Linked DNA regions of Rattus norvegicus: region 1 is linked to region 2. The links are chromatin contacts, called in public Hi-C maps. All regions are on one chromosome and are shown on one strand. Each heading gives the region's core, a stretch centred on a gene start, on an enhancer-like site or on the middle of the called end of the contact. The rest is flanking DNA. Distances are from core to core; before and after follow the strand shown.

Region 1 (5,495 bases), core at 1,900-4,399, 100 kb before region 2:
TTAAAGGTGAGAGCCACCATGCCTGGCCATATTAAAACGTCAACATCTTTCTTTTTAAGTTCAGTTTGTTCAGTGTTCTGTTTGTATCTGTGGCACATGTAAATGCAGATGCCTGTGAAGTCCAGAAGAGGGTATCAGATCCCCCAGAGCTGGAGTTCCAGGTGCCTGGTATGGACGCTGGGACCTACAGTCTGATCCTCTGTAAGAACAGTGAGCTCTCTTTCCCACTGAATGAATAAACAGAATGCAGTCCACTCATCATACAACGTACAGAGGAATGTTAAGGAATGAAGCTTGGATATGTGCTACACCGTGGATGAACTGCAGGACAGCATACTCTAACAGCTTTTATGTATATGAACTGTCCAGAAAGGACAAAGCTGCAGAGACAACATGCACTATACTATTGTTACAAGCTAGGGGCACGATGCCAAATGAGTGTAAGTTACCTTCTCAACGTAATGAAGATACCTTCAGTTTGACTTACAGAAATTGGTGCAGTAGTCTGTAAACTAATTAAATTCATTGAATCATAAAATCTAAAGTTATAGCATACTAGAACTGTATTTTTTAAAGAGTTTAAAACAGTCAAATCATCAGCAGTATTTTGTATTTTAAAATCCAGGTAGTAGTGTTCAGTAAAGTCAGCCAGGAATATAAAATAAAGCCAAGAGAAGCTATGCTATCTTTAGCATCAAATAACAAATGAAATCACGAATAAGTAAGATATGAAGAGGAGAGACCGTATGAAGAGTGGGGTTGATACGCTGAGCCTTATGGAGATTGTCCAGAGGCCAAGAGCACCTGCTGCTCCTGCAGAAGCCTGGTCGGTAATCAGTAGAATGTGTTTCAGCAAAGAAAACGGTTTCCACGTGTGCTTGTTAGGGTTATTTAAATGGCTCGGGAAAGAAAAACAGCAATGATGTTCCCAACTAGCTCCTCTCACAACGGTAACTTTATCAAATCCAACACAGTATGCTGCATGGCTGTGAAACTGGAATCAAAACATGTCACTCCCTGGGCAGAGTCACCTTAATTCTAAGACTACTTCCAGAGACGAATCTACAGAAAGCCTTTGAGAAAAATCAAATAAAGTATTTCTGTACTGTTTCTATTCTGGTAAATATCCTAATAAATTAAATATGTGTGCACGTATATATGGATATATGTGTTGGTATAGATAATGTTTTAAGAAGCAAGCAGACTGAAAGAACATGCCTCACACTGTGTACAAGCTACTTCTCAGAGTCACATTTCTGTGGTAGTTCAGGTATTTTCAATTTATTTTAGGAACAAGCAGAGTAATTTCAGTATTTGCTGTTCCGGTCACTCTGGGGTGATGTCAGCCCATCATCACTGTAACAGCTGCACGGTAATAACTTCCTGCTAAAACATCATTTCACGGTAGGCACAATTCATCCCCATCCCTGACAGGCACACAGAAATGACTTTTTCTCATTATTTTTCAAAATTTACAGTAACTGTCAAAAGGACAAATGGAGGGCAGGGGTCTGAAGGCTGAAAGGGAACTATGTACTTCCCTTGATGTTGCCTCTAAAGCTGAATAAACTGAAGTAAACCATTGGAATTCTCTTAATCTCATTTTTGTTATCTACAATAAGGTTGGGGGAAAACTGGAGCACCAGGGGACCCTGCTAGAAATCCCTGACCTATAAGCAGAAATAACCCACTGCCTGTCCAAGTATCATAAAAACAAATAAGGTTTTCCTCCAATTGAATACATGACTGGTCTATATATTTAAAAAAAAAAAAAAAAGCACTTACTTCTGTATTTCCTAAATCTCTACTAAAATCATCAAACAAGGTAAATATTTTAGAATGGGTAGAATTTAACATCAAAAATATCCGTTTTGAGCATCCTAACAATGACTTATCCCTAGAGTCTACCTTTATGACCCTTTGTCTTTAAGACACGTTAGCCAACCACCCAAAATGTCTCCTTCTCAAAGTGTATCTGCAAAGGAAGAAGATGGTCACCTTGCAGACACTCGGCCTGCTCATCAAGCAATGCTCATATTCTGAAAATATGCTTTAAACCATCAAAGATTCCTAACATCTAGCTGAGCCTAATCTTGTTCATCATTGCAATCAAATAGTCCCAAGGAGTTATACTGTATTATCTTTTGGCCAAGACTTTAAAAATGTTTGTAGCAAATTGGCTCTGCAATGTTATGATCTGTCCTCTATAGGGGAAAATTTTGCCATATGAATCCACTTGCAATGTTCACTCTCAAAACTCAGCATTTAGTGTTCACAGAAAAATATTCTTTAATAATATCTCAACTCTACTTTTAGGTATATATTGGTATACCAATATAAACTACTGTGAAGAGTTTCAAAAACAAAACATAACTTATGTAGGAGTGAAAGGCTAGGTGGTAGCTACCTGTAAGCGGAGTATTCAAGGAAGAGTAGGAGGATCACAGTAAGCCTGGGCACTATGGAGGTCAGGGCTGCATAGCAAGACCAAGTCTCAGGGGAGGGAAGCAGGGAGGGAGGGAAGAGAGAACCCATAGAATTTATGTGCTTTATTTTTGTTGTTTTAAGTTTATTTTCTTTGGGCACTGACAAACAACACAGTGTTGAGAGAATGGTTTTTAATTCCTTCTCTGATGCTTGTCTTGCTGCTGGACTAGACTTTGCTGCCAAGAGGACATAGCGTCCAGCAAATCATGTCTGTTTCTATAAAAAGACCAGAAAAGAAAAACATCAAGGGAGGCTATCTGGTGAGACAAAAAACTCTTTCCTTTGAAAGACTGTGCTAATCGTTTTTAAAAACGAAAAACAAAACACAAAACAAAACAAAGAAAACCCAGTATTTGACAGAAATTTTTAACGCGCTTTTTAGGCATCAACATCTTTGCTGATTTGCTGTTACTCCCTGTAAGAGTAAGTCAAGAAAGCATTGTCGTCTTGAGCGAGTAGTTAGCTGGTGATGACGACAACTTGTACATATGTCTACACTTCTGATTGCAATAAAATATAAAATTGCTTCATGCAAAGTTACCTAACTGTACCCTTTGACTCTGTTAACAAAAAAAACCATACGAAAAGCTACATACACTGAGTCACACATCCTCCATGCCTGATCCAGCGCTCGATACACTAGGAATGTTTATTTCAAGACTGAACAGGTGTTTTAGAACAGCGCCTTCGCTCCCCTACCTCAGCGCCCAAATGGCGTGTGCCAGATCTCTGGGTCTATTTAAAGTCTTTTGAACTCAGAAGAGATAACCACTGTGTAGTTTCTGTTGTTAGGTATGATATCATAACAGCAAGACAAATAACTAGTACCCACCTAGCCTTGGGGATGTTTTAAAGTTTGTTTGTTTTTGTTTTGTTGGTTGGTTGGTTTTGGTTTTGACTTTTTTCAAGACTGGGTTTCTCTGTGTAGCCCTGGATGTCCTGGAATTTGTATCACCAGAACTAACCCTACTTTCAAATACTTATCAACATGTACAAACTGTTCCACAAAATAGATTTACAGCCATTAAATCATAAAGTACAAGGTATTTATTTATGTATTAATATATAGATTCTTTTAAGATGAAAATTATATTAGTTTTCTAAGATGTCATTTTCAGAAAATATTTACAATCTATTTCTGAAAAACATATACTTAGGCAAACTACATCTATATTGAGATATAAACTTTAACTTTTATACGTATATTTTTTCTTAGATGTTTAGTTTTCTTCGTATAATAAGCAAAAACAAGCTCTTCTTCTAGCAGAAGTCACAACAGAAATTGATGGCTTATCAATCGTTATAAGTTGCATACACATTGAAATATGATCAAAAATACTCTTTCAACTAAGAAGACTAACTCCTAGCAAGGTTGAAATAGGTGCCTTTGGGGAGGCGCTGAGCTAATCAGTTCTTTAGGCTGCATTCCAGTGTGCCTCATGTTTACTCTGTGGATGACACTGCAGCGCACAAGGGTCGCAGTCCTTCCGGGCTGCCATCTGAGAGCCCATTTATTGCTCAGCATAAGTGCAGCTCCCACAACGGCAACAGCATCCAGACTGTCACATGGTTTGCTTTAAGGTTTGCTTTTTGTTTTAATTCTGGGGGTAAAAACTAATTTTATTCTATAGACTTCCTTTTATAAAACAAACAAACATATATTGAAGAGATGTATACTTAGTAAAACAGTAACCTAAGGGCAAAGAAAAACCTGACTTTCAAGTGCTTCTAAATTTTACAACTTGGTATTTAACTGTGGTAAGCACTAACATGACCAGTTGCTAGGCCAGGTGCTGCCGCCAATCAGCTGCCGTCGCTGAAACACATTCTACAGATTACCCTTAATCTCCCGCCCACAGCGGCTGCTGCTGCTTCACTATAATCACCCCTGAAAATAAACATGGTCACCAAAACAAGAAAAATAGTCAGATAAAACTTTAGGCCAAACCCAGCTCAGCCTAGTTCTGTGTCTGCTCATTTCTGTCTGTGGCTTTCTGTCTGGAATCCTTCTACTAAACCTAAGGCCTCCATGTCTGGCTCTCAGCAGCTTTCCACAGCCCGTTTCTGAATTGTCTCTTCTAGAAATTTAGATGGATGGATGGATGGACGGATGGATGGATGGATGGGTGGGTGGGTGGGTGGGTGGGTGGATGGGTGGGTGGATGGGTGGATGGATGGGTAGATGGGTGGATGGATGAATGGATGGGTGGATGGATGAATGGATGGGTGGGTGTGTGGGTGGGTGGATGGATGGATGGGTGGGTGGGTGGATGAATGGATGGATGGGTGGGTGGGTGGATGGATGGGTGGGTGGGTGGATGGATGGGGTGAGTGGATGGATGGATGGATGGGTGGGTAGGTGGATGGATGGATGAATGGATGGGTGGGTGGGTGGGTGGATGGATGAATGGATGGGTGGGTGGGTGGATGGATGGGTGGGTGGGTGGGTGGGTGAATAGATACAGATAGATAGATAGATAGATAGACAGACAGACAGACAGACAGGCAAGCAGACACACGATAGCTACACATATGGATGAACCTGAGATACTTGGGGAAAGCGTTATGGCAGTATGTAATATGGTATTCTTCGCTGCTGTTGTTGAATTCTGATCCCACTGATCATATTAAAATAAGAGAAAGCAGACCTAATGAAGACACGCACACTCTCACCATCTTATGACAACTCTCTCATTTTGCTCTGGAACTACTTCATGTACGGTCCCTGCCCTCGACATAAGAGACTTTTCCTTCACAATGATATCCATCCACTAAACACAACTACAATTACCAAATAAATACCTATGTCAGGGAAATTATCATAAAATTACTCTGAAGATCTTTAATAAGATCTGCTACTAGGTGCTGATGAAATACTTTAAATCCATTTGGAAACAGACTGAGAACTGTACTCAGAATTTACTTTTAGGATCTAACTATACTTTTAATGCTTGAAGTTAACACAGATTCTTAAATAGCAAGCAACATGGTTCTGCGGTGTTTTTAAA
Region 2 (5,925 bases), core at 915-3,414:
AAGTCATGCAATGTACTTGATTGATAATAATTTTAAAGTTAACTCCTATGACCCCATAACCTGGCCAAAGGAATTTTAAAGTAGGTATATAGAACTGAAAGGTCTCCTTCTTTGCATTGTCAATAGGAAGATAACAATTTTTTTTGCAGAAGATTAATTATGTATCAAGTTCTTTTTGTTCTATTTAGTCTGTACAGTGGTCTTTTCTACTTTTTTATACTCAAGTAAATGGCAGAACTGGGACTGAACCCAAGCCTAGATAGCTGAACCTTAAATATGTATCTTTTCCATGAAACCACACTACTTCTTGTCTACTTTGCTCTGATAAATAAAATTCAGAGAACCAAATGCAGAATGGCCACACAGATTGGAGTGAAAAACAGAAAGTCGTAGAAAAATGAATGAACTCCTAATAATAGAGTCTATAATGAATTAATTATGGTGCATAATATGCCAATGTTATCAGCTCATACAAATGTACTGCTTGCTATAAGGTGTCAGGATTAGGGACAAATATGTGAAGGGTAAGTAGGAGCTCTCTTTACTATTTTTATGATTTATCAGCAAATCAAAATTATCCTAAAATAAAAGTATATGGTTAAGTGCAAGAAAAAATTTTTTTAAAGCAAGGAAGTTTTAAACTCAAATATTATCCTGATTGATAGCTATCTGCATGTTTTCAAGGAGGAGGAAGAAAAGGTATTGCCTATGATTATCGATTTTAAATCTGCCAAAGATGCCACTTACAATCAATCCTCAGCACCAATACCGTGGAAGAAGAAAATCAAAATCAGAGAGCCGACTCTCAAGAGTTGTCCTCTGACCTCCACACACGGGTCATGGCTGGCATGTGTGGTCTTGCATGTATGTGCACACACACAAAATAAATATTTTAATGGAGAACAGTTAGGTTCTGTATCAAATATCTCAGCTAACCAACAATAAAGTGGTAGCAAAAAGAGAGAAAGAAAGAAAGAAAAAAGAAAGAAAGAAAGGAAGAAGCAAACATCACCAGATTGAAGTGACAGCAGGTGACCCGAACCAACATGCTGGGATAGGCGGTTATAACTGACTGGGAAGCAGAGACGATACAAGGACACCCTGAAGTAAAGGTTGGTGGGGAGTGGGGGGGCATTTAGCTGTTAGATTTTGAGGAGCACCCACAGACAAACCCAACTGACCTACGGTAACCACAGAGACAGGCTCATCAATACCTTCTGAGCTCTAAGACCCCATGCACACCATGAAGGAAAGAAGCCCACTGAAGACAGCCACATTGCACCTCCACACTTTAGCCTCAAACCTGGAGACCAATCTTCCATTTGTCTCTGGACGGCAAAGGCTGCTGATCCAGTCAGCATACCTATTTATCACCTTCAAAGAGAAACTATTTATCCATCCTAGCACCGCACTGCGTGTGTAGGGGGTAGTGCTATTGGTGTCCAGATTTTGAGTGTTTCTACTATGGTAAGTAGACTTGAGTTCCTAGACCATTATAATTTAACTCTCTTCTATACTACTTATCCCTTAGAAATATCCAGTTTTATTTTCTATATGTTTGTTTGAATTAAATTCATCTCAGGGTTTCTGTTGACTTTTTTTTTTTTAATGCTTCTTGCTTTTGTCATTTCAAGGTTTTCCGAGCAGTTCTTCTCCTCTGGTATTTTCACTACTATCATTTCTTAGTGTTGTTCATGACCCTTTTGAATACACATCCTTAATAAAGACATCCCTTAGTGGGGGAGGAGAGGAGGGAGGTGCTGGGAAGCTTCGGAATTAGTCTCTGAAGTTCTGTCATCTACCTACTGAGGGTGGTCTCTTTGTTAAAAATTTAGCTGTCCAGACCTTAAGGTCACGCGATTAGTATTCCCTTGGGAATCACTGGGCCTTTCTTTGAAAGAGCTGTCCAGTTTTCAGGCCACACTAGATAACTGCCCATTCAGGAGCTTGGCCAGAAAAGAATGTCGGTGTTTTCCGGCAGGTAAAGGTGCCTGGGGGTCAGGGAGAGAGGGAAAGGCAAGGGGTGGAGTGGAAGGCGGGTGATCGACAGGGATAGAAACGGTGTCTCCTCCTCCCACTGAATGCGAAATAGCCAATGGGGTGGCGCGACCGGGCCGGCCGGGCGGCCAGTGCCATATAGTATGCAGCAACCGGAGGAGTCACGTTGGGGGAACGGCAGAAAGCAGCTATCCGTTTACACTACTTTGCTCTAGCAGCTATCTTAATGGTGACTGCGTGGCCTGGGGGAAACCTGATCGGCCAGATCCAGCCGAAACCGGGAGGGAGGGAGTGGGCTTTCCGGAGGGGGGAGGGGGAGGGAGACGAAGAAGGAGGAGTAAGAGAGGGGGAAAGAAAGAGGAAAAGAGTGCGAGGGAGTGAGGGAGGGAGGAAAATAAACAACAAAAAATGTCCTCTTCCTCCCCCACCGGGCAGATTGCAAGTGCGGCGGACATCAAGCAGGAGAATGGGATGGAAAGCGCCTCGGAAGGACAGGAGGCGCACCGAGAAGTGGCGGGGGGCGCGGCGGCTGGGCTGAGCCCCCCGGCTCCAGCTCCTTTCCCCCTGGAGCCGGGGGACGCCGCGGCTGCCTCCAGGGTAAGCCGGGAGGAAGGGGCAGCGGCGGCCGGAGCGGCAGATCAGGTACAACTCCACTCGGAACTTCTGGGCAGGCACCAGCACGCAGCCACCGCGCAGCCCCCGCTGGCCTTCTCGCCGGACCATGTCGCCTGCGTGTGCGAGGCGTTGCAGCAGGGGGGCAACCTGGACCGCCTGGCCCGGTTCCTTTGGTCCCTGCCCCAGAGCGACCTGCTACGTGGCAACGAGAGCCTGCTGAAGGCGCGAGCGCTCGTGGCCTTCCACCAGGGCATCTACCCTGAGTTGTACAGCATCCTCGAGAGCCACAGCTTCGAGTCGGCCAACCATCCGCTGCTGCAGCAGCTCTGGTACAAGGCGCGCTACACCGAGGCCGAGCGAGCGCGCGGCCGGCCGCTGGGCGCCGTGGACAAGTACCGGCTGCGCAGGAAATTCCCCTTGCCCCGCACCATCTGGGACGGCGAGGAGACGGTGTATTGTTTCAAGGAGAAGTCGCGCAACGCGCTTAAGGAGCTCTACAAGCAGAATCGCTACCCCTCGCCCGCCGAGAAGCGGCACCTGGCCAAGATCACTGGCCTCTCCCTCACCCAGGTCAGCAACTGGTTCAAGAACCGGCGGCAGCGCGACCGAAACCCCTCCGAGACCCAGTCCAAAAGGTGAGCGCCAACTTTCCTTCCTCCTCCCCCTTCCTCCCCCCCACCCCTTCCCAGCTTTCTTTTCCTCCAAGCGCTCGAAAACATGGCGCTTACCTTCCCCACCAGCCTGGTCCGGCTGCCCACCTCTCCCCGCCCCCCACCTCGCTTCCCTACGGGGAGGGGGGAAGACGCCGGTGGCAACGGGCGGGCGGGGGATCCTCCCTCCAAACCCTCCCCCTCCTGCCCCCAGAAGTTTCTGGTCGCCCTCCTAGGGCCAGTCCCCGCCCCCACCTCGGCTGGTCACTGCTGCCCGGCTTCCCACCCCCATCCTGCTGCCTTTGAAGTTGCCACTCTCGCCTTGGTTCTTTTAGGGAGTGTGTGTGCACGCCGACAAGGCTGCTCTCACCGCGGCTCGGGGCCCGCAGGGGCTGCCGGCGCGAGCCAGGGTCTCTTCCTCCACCCGGTCACCCAGAGCCTAGAGTGCGCACACGCTCCAGGGTACTCAGGGGTCGACTGAGCCCCAGGCTTGCCCTGGAGGTCACCGGGGGCGCTCTGGAAGGAAAAAGGGAGCGTTAATGAAGAGTAGTGACTCAGATGGGGTCTGGGGACGTCGAGGCTTTAATATGACAGAGCTAATCATTCACTCTGCCCGCCGCGGTTCCCATCGCTGCTTGGGCAGCGTGGGGTGTGGGTGCTGCTCATCTCTGCGGTGTTTTGAAACCTGATTCTGAACAACTTCGGATCGGGTTACAGTGCCTCAGAGGTGGCAAGACTGAAGGACAGTTTCTTGGACCCCCTAACACATCCTGAACCCCTACTGACCGGACAATTGGGACTAGGGGACACGCTGGCATAAGGTGGGCAGCAGGAAAGAAGTAGAGGAGCTATCCACTCAGTCCTCTTTCACACACACACACACACACACACACACACACACACACTTTCTGGTTTGAACTTTATTGTGTTTTCCTTTTCTTTCGTATAAAATGCAGATTTTTTTTCCCCTTCATCTCTTTTGTGTCCACTTGAGTCAGACCCTCGGCTGTATGTGAGTGTTTAGGTGTGTGTGAGTGTACGTGTTGTTGTTGCTACTGCTGCTGCTGTTGTTATACGGGTAAAGTAAGGAGAAGAAGGTTGATGGCCCATTCCCACGGGGATCGGAGAGAAGAGAATCTAAATGCAGTTCAAATGTTCTGCCCTTGGAAGGAACCCGGGAGCCATGGAGCCAGCCAGCCTGGGCCAGGTGAAGGTGATCACCCTGCGCATTCCAGAACCCGCCCTCACTACTTTGCCCTGCGTCCGGGTGGAGCCCTGAGGCCCAAAGATCACCCGAGGCGGGGAGAGAGGCGCACTGTGCAGCCCGGACCCTGGTTGCCGGTAACCATAAACAAAACACGCCCGGCGACCCGCAAGCAATCTCCCTCAGTTTTGAGAGTGGGGGCGACCCAGAGAAGGAGCACTGGTTAGGCGACCCTAACTACCCCGGAGTGCTCTGCTGAAGGAATCTCCTAGGCACTGGGTCTGAAGCCGGTGGCACATGCAGGCCAGCTGTCCTTTGCTATGGAGCCGGCCCAATTCACACACACAAACACACACACACACACACACACACACACACACACACACACACACACACACACACACGGAGCTACTTCATCCTCCTCCCCATTAACTCCATACCCTCAACCCCGAGCCCAGTTGCCTAGTATAGGCCCCTCTCCGGATCTACCTCCCACCCGCACCCCTGGTGAGTCACCCTTACCAATGGCGACGGCTGCTCTGCTTCAGCTCGTAAATCAAAGCGCTTTCTGCGCTCCTGGCCCCAAAGCCCAAAGCCTGGGTAATCCCCTCCCCTCAGCTTGAAAGGAAACCGACCACACTGGGATGTTGGATCCTCAGCTGGACCGAGTCGCACCAGGCTTCCAAACTGCTTCTGTCCTGCCCCGCCCAGATTCAAACCAAATGAGGAAAACTGCCACCATTCCTCCCTGACCTGAACTTGGTATTTCCCTTATGTCCAGGATCCTGGAATAGAAGGACTGAAGATTCAGGGAAGGAGTCTGATAGTTACAAGGCCACTGAGTGATGCCCACCTTGTCCCTCCCACCTCACCAGAGCACTGGATGGTGCCTGTGTAATAGGCCCCTATGGCTTCCTTTGGATTCAAAGGCAACTGTGCATATCGAGAGTTGCAAGTGTCTTTTTCCTACAAGGGCAAACCACTATTGAGTGAGAGTTGTCTCTCTGGTGAAATAGAAGTTTGGGAACAGGTGAGGAATGGTCTCTTGTTACCTATCTGGCAAATAAAACACCTCCCACCTCCTGCTCCTTTGGCAAGTCATCTACCTTCAAAAGAACTCGAATCTGAGATGGCTCTCCTAAAAAGCAAAACGACACGTTAACATTGAACAACTTGTTTCTGTGGCAGAGGTAGCAGTCCTTTTAATAGTTGGAGTAGCACATGATTGCTATAAGAATGAAAACACAGTATTAAATGCTTTCGGTTGAATTTTACATTGTCCAACCTTCTGGTCTTTCTCTGACTTTTTTTTTTTTTAAAGGGATCCAAATGCATCTTCTCATGGTCTGGGTGGGTAGAATTTGCTTAAAACCTCATAGTTTCAACAGGGCCAGCAGGTAATTAATTCTATTGTGCTTTGCCTAGCTATTTATTGCCTTTAATGGGTTTGAAGGATGT

The links. A called contact is a pair of places that touch in the nucleus more often than the background predicts.
Region 1: a Hi-C map of psoas muscle shows a contact between it and region 2, with 2.7 times the contacts expected there. The contact joins the enhancer-like site here to the promoter of Six4 in region 2.

The regions. Positions count from the first base shown.
Region 1 is chr6:97,651,450-97,656,944 of GRCr8, reverse strand. All of the region lies in intron 6 of Mnat1 (MNAT1 component of CDK activating kinase), which reads right to left. Among named protein-coding and RNA genes, the nearest start is that of Trmt5, 69 kb to the left of the region's middle. Within about 2 kb of position 3,149, at least 5 of the 93 cell types and tissues checked have an H3K27ac peak or open chromatin away from gene starts, as enhancers often do.
Region 2 is chr6:97,548,111-97,554,035 of GRCr8, reverse strand. Six4 (SIX homeobox 4) reads left to right here and starts at 2,164. Exons shown (of 3, transcript NM_001414919.1): 1 at 2,164-3,248. The coding sequence starts at 2,407. It also overlaps a transcript of Mnat1 not described here.